Linked DNA regions of Sus scrofa: regions 2, 3, 4 and 5 are each linked to region 1. A link is a contact called in public targeted proximity ligation data. All regions are on one chromosome and are shown on one strand. The core of a region is the stretch at or near the end of the contact, and the rest is flanking DNA. Distances in the headings are between cores, read along the strand shown.

Region 1 (2,660 bases), core at 47-2,546:
TTCTTATTGTTTTAGTTGGGATTAAGTTCAGCTGTCAGTTACAGATGTCCAAGTTAACAAAGACTAAAAATATAATATTTATATTATAGATATTTATAATATATCTATTAAGATATAAAAAAGGATTTTATTTCTCTTTTATAAGTGAAAGTCCAGAGGCTCTGTTCCACACAGTCGTCAGAGTTCCAGACTTTTCTATCAGATCACTCCATTGTTTCTTGGGTATAATCCTGTTACTCATGTCCCAAGAGGCCATTATATCCACATCTCAGATAACAGGTTGCAGGAAAGGGTCAAAGAAGAAAGGAGCAAAGATTATGTGTCTCCTATCTTGTAAGGAAGATTCCTTGAAGCTGCCACAACAGTTCTTACACATTGATTAGAGCTAAGTCATATGGACAGACTTAGCTGCAAGGAAGAGAAAGACTTGTTTTTATTCGGAGTGGTTACATGTCCATTTTACTACTGTGGAAGAAGGGACAATGGATATTGAGGTATAGATGGCAGTCTCTCACACTCACCGTGACTTCTGGTTCCTCTACTGTCATTGAGTAGATTTCAACACAGTTTAATTCCAACTTTAGTATGGTGTCTTTGGGATGTTGTTGATAAGAACTTTGGTGACAATAGACTAAGATTAGGGGGAAAACGGAACTGACATCGGCTATGTGTTAGTGTATTCACACAGATCTTCTCTTTGAATTTCCATGTATCATTACAGTTTATTCTCTTACTAATCTCTGAAGTTTCTTTGTCATTTGGTCCAAAGAAAAGATCTTTGTGGAAGATCCTTCCAGTCTTCAAAGATGTGTAAAACCTGGATTGATTTTAAAAAGTGTCATTCTCAGAGTTCCTGTAGTGGCGCAGTGGTTAACGAATCCAACCAAGAACCATGCCGTTGTGGGTTTGATCCCTGGCCTTGCTCAGTGGGTTAAGGATCCGGTGTTGCCATGAGCTGTGGTGTGGGTCACAGACTCGGCTCAGATCCCGCATGGCTGTGGCTGTGGCATAGCCTTTGACACCTAGCCTGGGAACCTCCATATGCTGTGGGAGCGGCCCCAGAAAAAAAAGGCAAAACGACCAAAAAAAAAAAAAAAAGTGTCATTCTCAATATCTTTTATAATTCTGATGCCTACCTAACCTCCTTAGAAAGGTATATGCTCCAGACTGCTCAGAATATTAAAAAAATGAGTCACAAAATAATGAGAGGAAGATAAATGTGGGAGCACTTACAGGGAAAAAAATGATACAGCATTAAAAGTCTTCTTAGTAATGCAGGGCATTTAAGGCAGGATATTACTCATAGCAACAGAACATGGAACCATTAGAAGTTGGGACCTCTGGAAAGGAAATGAAGACCAAGATAAGCTATTGAGAAATAATTTCTTCACATATATATAATTTTTTTTGGCTGCACCCACAGCATGTGGAAGTTCTAGGCCAGGGATCAAACCTGTGGGGGGCAGTTGCTACCTAAGCTACAGCTGCAGCAACACCGGATCTTTAGCCCACTGCACCATACAGGAGCTTCCTGTTCCTATATTTTGGAAGGGACTTGTCTTGCTTTTTTGTTGTTGTTTTTGTTTGTTTGTTTTTTGTGTTTTTTTGTCTTGCTTTTTGTGTCAAATTTTTATTAATGGATTTTGTATAATGAAAGGAAATGGAAGATGCTTCCACCTTGCTTTTCCAGTGGATGAAATATTCTCAACTATTCATGATCCAAATACACATTTGAGACTACTGAACTGAGTTCTAAGATTGAAACTGTAAAAAATAAAAATAAAAAGAATAGACAGGGCCTGTGCCTTCTTTTTGCTTGTCTGGATGAGCCCAGTGTATTCCTGTGGGATTGACTTACCTCAGAAAATGGATTTCAGGGATAACTAAAATGGTTGGCTCGGCCATAATGTAGTCCAGCAGGACATCTGAAAACACATTTGACCAAATTCTGAGGAACAATGGGTATGTCCATGGGTATCACATTGATGTCATACCCTTTACCCCCGAGAAAAGAGCTTTTTGTGAATGAGGTATTATAGTTGTCATATTTTTTGTTATATTTAAATTTGTGCGTTTAAAATGAGGACTGGAAAACTAAGAATTTTAGTGTTCTTTATTAAATTGCAGATGTTTTAGAAGTAATTCTAACAAGCCAAAAGGCACATTTTCTACTCATGGAGCACTTTTCAGATATTTGAAGGTACTTTAAATATCATTTTTGTATGCAGGAATTTAAAAGAATTTAAGTAACTTTCCTAAGACAATGTAGAACTATTATACTTGAGAAAAAAGTAAAACACATTATAACTTTTTTAAAAATATGAGGAGTTACTCTTGTGGCTCAGAGTTTAACAAATCTGACTGGCATCCGTGAGGATACAGGTTCCATCCCTGGCCTCACTCAGTGGGTTAAGGATCGTGAGCTGTGGTGTAGTTTGCAGACACAGCTCAGATGGATCCCGTGTTGCTCTGGCCCTGGCGTAGGCTGGTGGCTACAGCTCTGATTGCATCCCTAGCCTGGGAACTTACGTAAACCGCTGGTGCAGCCCTGGAAAGACAGAAAGACCAATAAAAAGAGAGAGAGCCAAGAGAGAGGAACTTGTGGGACTAGTGGACATTTTACCCAAATTCTAAGAAACCTGATTCTGTGTATCATGAAT
Region 2 (2,660 bases), core at 84-2,583, 250 kb after region 1:
ATAAAATGAGGCTCAAGGTTTACTGGAAGTTAAATCTTCTGCCATTATTGGTTCTAACAAGTTTATGTTGTATCCTCAACAGCTATGTCATTTTTCCCTCCCCCCCACCTTTTTTTGTCTTTTTGCCTTTTCTAGGGCCACTCCCAAGGCATATGGAGGTTCCCAGGCTAGGGGTTGAATCGGAGCTGTAGCCACTGGCCTACTACGGAGCCACAGCAACTCGGGATCCGAGCTGCCTCTGTGACCTACACCATAGCTCACGGCAACACCGGATCCTTAACCCGCTAAGCGAGGCCAGGGATTGAACCCGCAACCTCATGGTTCCTAGTAGGATTCATTAACCACTGCGCCACAACAGGAACTCCTCCCTCCTTTTTTATGGCCAAATTTGCGGCATATGGAAGTTCTGATCTAGGGGTCAAATTAGAGTTGGAGCTGCCGGCCTACGCCACAGCCAAGGCAATGTCAGATCCTTAACCCACTGAGCAAGGCCAGGAATCGAGGCTGCATCCTCGTGGATACTATGCTGTGTTCTTAACCTGTTGAGCCACAACAGGAATTCTGCAGTGTCATTATTTCTTCTTCTTCTTTTTCTTTTTAGGGCCATACCTGCAGCATATGGGGGTTCCCAGGCTAGAGGTCGAATCAGAGCTATAGCTGTGGGCCTATACCATAGCTCATGGCAACACTGGATCCTTAACCCACTGAGTGAACCCAGGGATCGAACCCACAACCTCATGGTCCCTAGTTGGATTTATTTCCACTGCACCATGATGGGAACTCCTGCTATGTCATTTTTTTTTAATGTTATTTTTTTTAAAGGTTGTTCCCTACCCCCTTCCCTCCTGTCTCCTATTAGTTTTGTCTTATTATTGTGTTTGTACTTTCAGTGATAATTTGGAAGGTTTGTGTTTCTTATCTAGTAGTTACCTTTAGGGCCTTGTTAAACAAATAATTTTCAGAAAGAAGCAAGAGCATGACTGTCACGTGAATGGATGCAAGAATGAACACCTTAAAGATTTTATCTTACCCTTTAATTAGCAAGGGAATCAGACAGATGTTACAACTGGTTCAGAGGAAAAGTCCAAGGAATACAAATACAAATGAAATAAGGGGTTGAATTACAAATGGAGACAAAACTGTTTTTCCCCCTGAGTTAAGGAAGTCGAAGGAAACTACCAGACAATACAGATTTGCATACTTCTCATTTACCTACAGTTACAAAGAGGTGTAAAATGGCTCAAAGACAATGAACAGTGCCAGAACTGGACAGTCTGGAGGGTGTGATGCACAGTTTAATATCGAAAGGCAAAACTTCCTCTTCTTTAGTGTTTTTTTTTTTTTTTCGGTCGTGCCTGTAGCATATGGAAGGTCCCAGGCCAGGGATCAGACCTTCACCACAGTTGCAGTCTGAACCACAGCAGTGACAATGCCAGATCCTTCACTCACTGAGCCACTAGGGAACTCCCTCTTACTCTAATCTTAATGTTGTATGATGACCCCCTCCCTTTTTAAGTTTTATTGAAGTACAGTTGATGATAGTTATGTAATAACCCTTGATCCTCTATTTCTTTAGATATTTTTACCATTTCACCCCCAAAACATGAGATATCTATTCATTTATTTGTGTCTTCTTCAATTTCCTTCACAAATATCTTAAGCATTTCAGTGTATAATTCTCTCAACTCTTTGGTTAAATTTATTCCTACTTCATTGTTTTTGCTGCTGATGTAAATAAGATTGTTTCCTTGATTTCTCTTTCAGGTAGTTTGTTAGTGAATAGAAAGGCATTTGATTTCTGCATGTCAATTTTTTTTTTTTTTTTTAGGGCCATACTTGTGGTATATGGAGGTTTCCAGGCTAGGGGTCGAATCAGAGCTGTAGCTACTGGCCTACACCACAGCCACAGCAATGCCAGATCTGAGCCACATCTATGACCTACACCACAGCTCAGGGCAACATTGCATCCTTAACCCACTGAGCGAGGCCAGGAGTTAAACCTGCATCCTCATGGATGCTAGTCAGATTCATTTCTGCTGACCCACAACAGGAACTCCTACTTGTTGATTTTTTTATCCTGCAAGTTTACTGAACTCATTTATTAGTGCTAACAGTTTTTTTTGGTGGAGTCTTTAGGGTTTTCTATATATAAGATTATGTCATATATGTTGAGAGATAATTTTACTTCCTAATTTAGTTTGAATGCATTTTATTTCTTTTCCTTGCCTCATTGCTCCGGCTGTGGCATTCAGTACTATGTTGAATTGAAGTTCTATCAATTTTCTTTATAAGGTGAGCAGGTCATCCTGGCTGTAGAGCTGAGGGCCCCATGTCCTATGAAACTCCTCAGTCTCTGGAAAACCAGGACAGTTGGTCACCCTAATTTTCTTTTATAAGCAATGATGAAATTATTATATTTCCTCTTCCTTCCACTTCCTTTCTCAGGAAGCTCTTTATGTAACAGTGGTACACAACCTTGGCTGCACTTAAAGCTTAAAAATCTTGATGCCTATGCTCCACCCCAATGGATCCTGATTTCATTGATTTGGGCATTTGGAATGTGTAAAAGCTACTCAGATAATTCTAATGTTCAACCATTGGTATGTAAAGATATGGAACTATCTCTAAGTTACGTTGAATGCATAACACTGTGCATAATA
Region 3 (2,660 bases), core at 95-2,594, 220 kb after region 1:
TATGCCATGGGTGTGGCCCTAAAAAGGTGGGGGTGGGGGAGAAGGACACCAAGAAGTATAGGTATGCCCAGAAGGGAATAAGACCGAAATGACTATTTGGCAAAGCACTGATTACCACGTACAAATGACCTCATAGGTTTTCTTAGCAATCCAATGATGCAAAGAGTTGTGGAATTACCCTCATTTTCCAGAAGCAGTGGAGGAGGCAGCAGTAGCAGGAGAGCTTATTATATAGTCTGTGAATCACATCTCAGTGAAGCTGTTATTAAAAAATGAAAGGTTGGTGAAAGAAGGGGATGGTGGTGTATGACTTAGAGGGAAAATAAACCCTCTCTTTTACAAGGTTGGTCAATATACAGGCACCCTAGAGCTCCCACCCTGAACTCAAGAGAGGGAGAGGGGATAATGCAGGGGCTCTTAACTTGGTGTCCGTAGATAGAGGGGGGTGGTTCACAGTCTCATCCCAGAACTGCTGGCAAAATACATGTGTGTAGATGTTCAGAGCCACAGTTTGTACCAGCTTCCCAAAGACGTCTATGACCCCCAAAGCTTAATGGAAGGAATAATGGATCAGGAGTCAAGAACTGAGTCCTGGAGTTCCCATCGTGGCGCAGTGGTTAACAAATCTGACTAGGAACCATGAGGTTTCGGGTTCGATCCCTGGCCTCGCTCAGTGGGTTAAGGATCCAGTGTTGCTGTGAGCTGTGATGTAGGTCACAGATGTGGCTCGGATCTGGTGTTGCTGTGGCTCTGGTGTAGGCCGGCAGCTACAGCTCTGATTAGACTCCAAGCCTGGGAACTTCCATATGCTATGGGTGTGGCCCTAAAAAGACAAAAGACAAAAGACAAAAAACAAACAAACAATGGAGTCCTAACCCTCTTAACTAGCTGAGCAAACTTGGAAATTTATCTTCTTTATTTATTTATAAAATGAGAGTTGGGACTCATTGATATTGGTGCTTTCTGCCAGCTGGATACTTTGTGGACAAGCAGATCTGAGTTGCCATCTGGCTGTACCTTTTAATGATCGCATGCCCTTATGCCAGTTCTAGAACTTGCTCACACATCTGTCAAAGGTGAATACGGTTGCAGGCTTCTCAGAAGGATTGGGGACCGTGAGCATAGAAGACCTGGACATTACTATTAAATGATGCTTCCTGTGAATCTATGTCTGGTGTAAGTCCTGCTGAGCATTCAGTATTTTCAGTGAGTAATCATGGTCTGCCAGGAATTCAAGTTGTACTAAATCCAGATGCCTTGCCCTTGAGCGGATCCTGCTGTAGAAAGGAAGTCTGGGTGGAAGCCTTGCCCCGACTCATTCATGTACATGCCGTACCTGACTCATGCCTTGCCTGGGCTCCCCAGCAGGGCCAGCTCCTGCCCCTGCTTGCTTCTCTAGGCAGGTCCTGAGTCATCCTGGGCTAAGTCATGACTTGGACTGATGGCCTCCCCAAAAGGCTGAACCTACCAAAAGCACCTGATGGAACCACAAAACCACCCCCTTGGCCTTCCCAACTTTCTTCACTGGCCGTGTCCCATGTTATTGCTATTACAGCCATCATACCCCAGTTGACTCACTCCTTCCTGCTGTAGCTAGGGCAGGAGTTACTGCTCCTAGTTTAGTCTTGAGGTGTCTGAAGCCCAGAAAAGCAGGGCAACCTATTCAAGAAACATACTGAGCTGGCGGCAGCACTGGGTCAGGCTCCTGTCTCCTGGTTGCTCGTTGCCTCCTTGCATAATATCATGGTACTAGTTTTCTGTTGCTTTTATAACAACGTATAAAAGCAAATTATAAGCCACAAATTCAGTGGCTTAAAACAACATGAATTAATTAAAACAGCAATGAGATAAACAATGAGATATCATCACACACCTATTAGAAGGGCCAAAATCTGAAACTCTGACAACAGCAAATGCAGGTGAGGATATGAAGCAGCAGGAACTCTTACTCATTGTTAGCAGGAATACAAAATAGTATAGCTACTTTGGAAGATGGTTTGGCAGCTTCTGAGAAAACTAGATATGCCCTTACCATATGATCCAGCTGTTACACTCCTTGGTATTCACCCAAAGGAGGTGAAAACTTAGGCCCACACAAACATCTGCACACAGATGTTTATAGCAGCTTTATTCATAACTGCCTAATCTTGGAAGCAACCAAGATGTCCTCAGTAGATGAACAGATAAATAAAATGTGATACATCCAGACAATGGACTATTTTTTTTTTTTTTTTTTTTTGTCTTTTTTGCCTTTTCTAGGGCCGCTCCCACGGCATATGGAGGTTCCCAGGCTAGGGGTCGAATCAGAGCTGTAGCCACTGGCCTATGCCAGAGCCACAACAACTTGGGATCTGAGCCGTGTCTGCAACCCACACCACAGCTCGCAGCAACGTCCGATCGTTAACCCACTGAGCAAGGGCAGGGACCGAACCCGCAACCTCATGGTTTCTAGTCAGATTCCCTAACCACTGTGCCATGATGGGAACTCTGACAATGGACTATTATTGGGCACTAAAAGGAAATGAGCTTTCAAGCCATAAGAAGCAAGGGAAGGACCTTAAATGTATATTACTAAGTGAAAGAAGCAAATCAGAAAAGCTACATATAATTCCAACACTATCATGTTATGGAAAAGGAAATTGCAAAATTATGGGGACAGT
Region 4 (2,660 bases), core at 80-2,579, 190 kb after region 1:
GGACAGATACAGGTTATTGGACAAGGACAGATACAGGTTATTGAACAAGGCCAATGGGAGAAAACCACATGTTTCTGGACCCCATGTTGGTACCCTCCCCACCTTTAAGGAATAAAACCCCCTATAGGACAGTAGAGAAAGGGGGGCTCTTCTCCGCCCCTCCCAGCAGCCCTGGGAGCTATCTGCTTTCCTTTAATAAAAACTTTGCTTGCTTGCTGGAGAAAAAAAAAAAAAAGTACAAGACCTGTGCCTGTCTCTAGGAGCTTACTTCTTCTATTGGAGAAGTCAAATGTTCTTCCAGATCCCTAAAGTGTGAAGAGTGACAAATCATATCTCACCTGGCCCCTCCCACTGGCGCTGGGAGGAAAGAAAGTTTCTGTCTTTTGCTGAGGGTCCCCCTTTCCTCTTCCACCCCACCCCCCCACCCTCATCCTTGGGCTGCAGAGGAACCCCAGGCTTCAACAGGCATTGGTGACTTCTCCTAGTGCCCTCTGTCCACAGCCTCGTCATCTCTCCCAGGCCCATGGCTCCATCTCTTTTGAACTAAGCTAGGATGCAGCTTTGAGGAGCTTCTCAGGCCACCACCCCCGGTGCCACTGTCTCTCATCTTCAAGGCACCACTGCTCCTGGGATGCTGACCCCTCTGAGTCAGGGGACCTGTGCAGGTGGATGACTCTGGCCCCTTTTCCTTCCCTGAACTTTGAGGCATTCCCCTCCTCAGCTACCTCCCAAGCCCTCTGACTAGCTCCTGAACAACTTGATAAAAACAAAGACTCTCCCCTTTGGGCCAGGGGAACCCAAATCCCAGGACTTAAGCCCTGGTTATCCTTTAGGAGGAAGCGGGATACTTTATTTTTTCATTATGAGCCTATAGCCAGCAGAAAACAAGAGACTAAATAAACTAACTGTTCCTCAACCTCGTTGTTCTGTTATACTGCTGCAGGGATCCTGTATAAAAAAAAAAAAAGAAAGAGAGAAGGTGCTGGATGCCCAGTGGAGGATAGATGGCCCAAGACATGCAAGGTCAATGCATGTCATTTGATTATGGTAACCTCGTAAAGGCAGGGCCAGTGGCAAGCAGCCACAGCTCCAGAAACAGGCATCATCTCAGTGCCCTGGCCCTGTGTCTGGCCTGTCTGACTCTAGCCTCTTGCCAGCTGAAATATGTGTGGTTATAGGAGAAAGAGAACTGGGTTGGGTGACAATATGGATGGTTTTGGGACATATGAGCCCAAAGAAATCCCAGCGTTGGGTCTGTACAGGGAGGTAGCCGTATCAGAGAATTGCAAAGTTGGCCTGTAATTCAGAATCCGATGAGGGAAGGCGTGGAACCCCACCCAGCCTCTGGCCACAGACTGAGGGCTAAAGGGAAGCAGGTCTGTTCCTTGTGTGTAACCTCCCACCCCAGGATTTCTAAGAAATGCTTGCTTCTATTTCTTGGTTCTCCTGGGACCAGATGTATAATAATTTGGGTATATTTTAACTTGAAAAGGTAAAAACATCCTTCCAGCTGCATCCTCCTTTTCTTTCAGAGTCAGGATAATGTAGGGGGAGAGCTTGGTTCTGAAAGCAAATGGAAAGTGTTTTGGTTTCTGGAGATTAGAAAAAAAAAAAAAAAAAATTCAAAGAGCCAAGGCCTCCTCTGTAACGTGAAATGGGCTGGGTCCTGCTAAATAATTCAGAGGCTAAACTGAGCCAACAAGGAGCTAGAGCAAATTATCAGATATCCCACACCCTTCTCTTTTTATTGGCTTGCTCACGTCCTGGTTGGCACTTGGTTGGAGAGAAGCAGTCAGTGACAAGTGGAGCGAAACCATTCATTCATTCAATAAAGTGTCCGTGATTTCTTTCTGTATATCAGCAGCTGTGGCTAGAGCTGAGGATACACACCAGGACAAGACATGTCTCTCTGCCTCATATAACTTGGAACCTGTGCCATGGCTCTCAAATGTCAATGCGCATCAGACTCCTCCGGACGACTTGTTAAAATACAGATTGCCAGGCCCCATCCCAGGAGTTTCCAGTTCAGTAGGTCTGGGGTGGCCTGAGAATCTGTACTCCTAACAAGTTCCCAGGTGATGCTGATCTGCTGGTCCTAGGACCACACTTTGAGAACGCTTGGTCCAGGTAACCATCTCACACCACCATTTTTACCTCTTGGTACAACCTGGCTCACTCAGGTGAACTGGAGGAGATGTGGAGCCCTGGCCCAGGTTGTTGACAGTCTGAGGTTACCTGTCTGGGAGCTGCGGCCATCCCAGGTTCCACAATGAAGGGAGTCGGTCTCTCTCTCTCTCTTTTTTTTTTTTTGGCTGCCCTGTGCCATATGGAATTCCTGGCCAGAGATCAGATTCAGATTCAAGCTGCAGTTGCAACATACGCTGCAGCTGCAGATCCCTTAACCGACTGTGCTAGGGCCGGGGATAGAACCTATGTCCTGAAACTGCAGAGATACCACCAATCCTTTGTGCCACAGCGGGAACTCTGGGAGTCCATATCTTAAGGCACAGTGTCCTCTAGGCACCAACCCCGAGGTGGAGCGATTGCAGCTTTGAGGGACCGTCTTTGGACTCCTCTTTGGAAATGAAGGCCTTATTTTACCCCTGGCCTAGTGCAAGCCCATAACTCTGGGTGCCCGAGTTGGGGATGGGATGAAAGGG
Region 5 (2,660 bases), core at 112-2,611, 150 kb after region 1:
ATTTCAACCCCCTCCCCTTTTAAAGGAACTATGTCAAAATGAAAAAAATATTATCCTACCCTTGGTTGGGGTTCTTCCAGAAACAGACCTTAAGAGGCGGATTCTAGGAGTTCCCTTGTGGCACAGCTTGTTAAAGTTCTGGTGTTGTCACTGCAGCAGCTTGGGGTTCACTCCCTGGCCAGAGAACTTTCACATGCAGAGGCACAGACCAAAAAAAAAAAAAAAAAAAAAAAGGAAGGGTTCCCTTTGTGACTCAGTGGTTAACAAATCCAACTAGGATCCATGAGGATGTAGGTTGGATCCCTGGCCTCACTCCTTGGATTAAGGATCCAACATTGCCATTATCTGTGGTGTAGGTCGCAGACACGGCTCGGATCTTACATTGCTGGCATAGGCCAGCAGCTGTCGCTCAGATTTGACCCCTAGCCTGGGAGCTTCCATATGCTGTGGGTGCGGCCCTAAAATAGCAAAGAAAAAAAAGGAAAGAATATTAGTATCAAGGGACAGTTTCTTTTTTGTTGGGATCAGAGCACTCTGATTCTAGTGCAAGAGGGTCCATAGTCCATGGCAAAATGATGCGAGGAAGGAGGGCAGCCAGTAGAAGTGTGTGCTAAGCCACCTGGAACTGGATTTCAGGTCAAGAAAGAATATTAAGGAAGTTCTCTTTGTGGTTCAGCAGTTAACAATCCCGACTAGTATCCATGAGGATGTGGGTTTGATCCCTGCCCTCTCTCAGTGGGTTAAGGATCCAGCGTTGCTGTTAGTTGTGGTGTAGGTCGCAGACAAGGCTTGGATCCTGCATTGCTGTGGCTCTGGCGTAGACCGGCGGATACAGCTCTGATCTGACCCCTGGCCTGGGAACCTCCGTGTGCCCTGGGTACGGCCCTAAAATAGCAAAAGCAAAAAAGGAAAGAATATTAATATCAAGGGGCAATTTCTTTTTTTTGTTGGGATCAGAGCCCTCCCTGCCTTGCCTTGACCTTGCTAATACCCACCCTGTTCAGCCTCAAGCACCCTGACCCTCCTCTGACCGCCTTGGAGTGAGGCCTCTCCTTCCCTCCCTTGTTTGTCTTTATTTTCGTGATGACAACTGGCGCTGGCCTGAAAGGGCCTGGGACAGAGCTGTCTCCCCCTCTGTATAGCTCAGCAGCTGAAGCTACTGAGGGGCGGGGTGGGGGTGGGGATGGCCCAGGCTAGAGGGCCCTCGGGCTTTTTCACAGACACTCAACGCTGCCCAGGCCAGTAGCCCTTCAGCTGCCAAAATTTCCTGAGTGGGTAGGAAGAGGCCAGGCCTTCCCAGCTCAGTCTGGCCCCACCCAGCTTCTCCCCGGGCCCCAGAGAAAGGCCTGGCTCTCACTTCCTTTGAATCACTGGACTTTTCCTCCTCGTGTTCAAGGCTTCAAGGGACTGGGCTCAGAATGCCTTTTCCTACTTGTCCTACTTCATTGCAAAATGAGACAGAGTCATGGGTTGTTAACTAATCATTAGGTAATTTATTTCCCGTCTGTGGGTAGAGAGGAGAATGGAAACAGAGAACTTTGTTGGCACATCGAAGAGTTAGCCGGGGGCCAGGTTGGAGGAGCCTAGCAGGAAACCTAACCATGCAGAGCCCCAGGGTCAGACGACAGGTTTCAGGATCCAAAACAGTGACAAGGCTCAAGTCCTGTCTGTCCTTCCCGTTGGAACCTGGGGGCCCCCCCGCACACCTGGAGCCTCTGATCCGCTCTTGCCCTCCTGGCTGGGAGAGGCCAAGGGAGAAAAGAGAGGCCAAGGGAGAAAAGCCAGAAAACGATCACGCATGGGCAACCCAAGCCTCCTCACGAGCAATAATCTCACATGGATTTTTCTGCTTGTGGGATGTGAGACATGAGCGGTGGACATTGAGGGGCGAAGTTGTTGGGCTTAAAGCTGGTGGGAAATGCCTTTATTTATTTGATTGCAAAAGCCTCCCCGAGTGAGTCACTGTGGAAAGAATGAAGAAGGAGGGGTTGTGATGCCTGGTCGGGAAAGCTGGAGAACCTTCTCACTCATGGAGTCCTGCTGGATGGAAGAAGACGAACGGGATGAACAGAAGATGCAGGACAAACCCAGGGAGAGCCCGCTGGCCCGAGAGGCAGGGGAGGAGCACTTCACAGCCTGTCTTGCTGGTCCCACCTCCAGAAATTGTACAAGTGCTTATTAGAAGGAGCTGGCACCGCCCTGCAGCTGAGTACCTGCTCAACATAGGGGCTGTCCTAGCATTTACACCCTCCAGATTTTTTTTCTTTCGTACCTGAGAATTTTTTGGGTTGTTTTAAGAATCAGTACACGGGCATTTCAGTTTGTACACAATCTTACTATATGCAACCCAAATCTAAAACCTCATATAGTTGTTCTGGTGACTTTCCAGCTTCAAATTTGGAGGCCACTTTTCCTTAACAGGATATCAAGTACCAGTACCTTCAGATACTGATCTGCTGTTATATGTCCCATGAATTCACAAGTTAATATCATATACATGACATCCTCAAATCTTCCGTCATTCACAACACATTAACAAAGTTACTAGGAAAACTGGACTACGAGACCAAAGATGTTACCGAGTGCACAAAACTCTGAGCCGGGGAGCCAAGATTAAGGAGTGGTTTGCCTTAGGAAACAATGGTACCAGAAACAACACG

The links.
Region 2: a targeted proximity ligation map of alveolar macrophages shows a contact between it and region 1. A contact is called at or near these places in 1 of 47 Hi-C or Micro-C datasets (epiblast stem cells) and 1 of 2 datasets of targeted methods (alveolar macrophages).
Region 3: a targeted proximity ligation map of alveolar macrophages shows a contact between it and region 1. A contact is called at or near these places in 1 of 47 Hi-C or Micro-C datasets (embryonic fibroblasts) and 1 of 2 datasets of targeted methods (alveolar macrophages).
Region 4: a contact with region 1 is called in a targeted proximity ligation map of alveolar macrophages. A contact is called at or near these places in 1 of 47 Hi-C or Micro-C datasets (liver) and 1 of 2 datasets of targeted methods (alveolar macrophages).
Region 5: a contact with region 1 is called in a targeted proximity ligation map of alveolar macrophages. A contact is called at or near these places in 1 of 47 Hi-C or Micro-C datasets (liver) and 1 of 2 datasets of targeted methods (alveolar macrophages).

Annotation. Positions count from the first base shown.
Region 1 is chr3:79,810,072-79,812,731 of Sscrofa11.1, reverse strand. The region is part of intron 2 of COMMD1 (COMM domain-containing protein 1); the gene reads left to right. Among named protein-coding and RNA genes, the nearest start is that of COMMD1, 100 kb to the left of the region's middle.
Region 2 is chr3:79,555,139-79,557,798 of Sscrofa11.1, reverse strand. All of the region lies in intron 1 of LOC106508312 (a long non-coding RNA gene), which reads left to right. Among named protein-coding and RNA genes, the nearest start is that of TMEM17, 140 kb to the right of the region's middle.
Region 3 is chr3:79,588,290-79,590,949 of Sscrofa11.1, reverse strand. The region is part of intron 1 of LOC106508312 (a long non-coding RNA gene); the gene reads left to right. Among named protein-coding and RNA genes, the nearest start is that of B3GNT2, 110 kb to the left of the region's middle.
Region 4 is chr3:79,624,395-79,627,054 of Sscrofa11.1, reverse strand. No RefSeq gene overlaps it. Among named protein-coding and RNA genes, the nearest start is that of B3GNT2, 78 kb to the left of the region's middle.
Region 5 is chr3:79,665,027-79,667,686 of Sscrofa11.1, reverse strand. No RefSeq gene overlaps it. Among named protein-coding and RNA genes, the nearest start is that of B3GNT2, 38 kb to the left of the region's middle.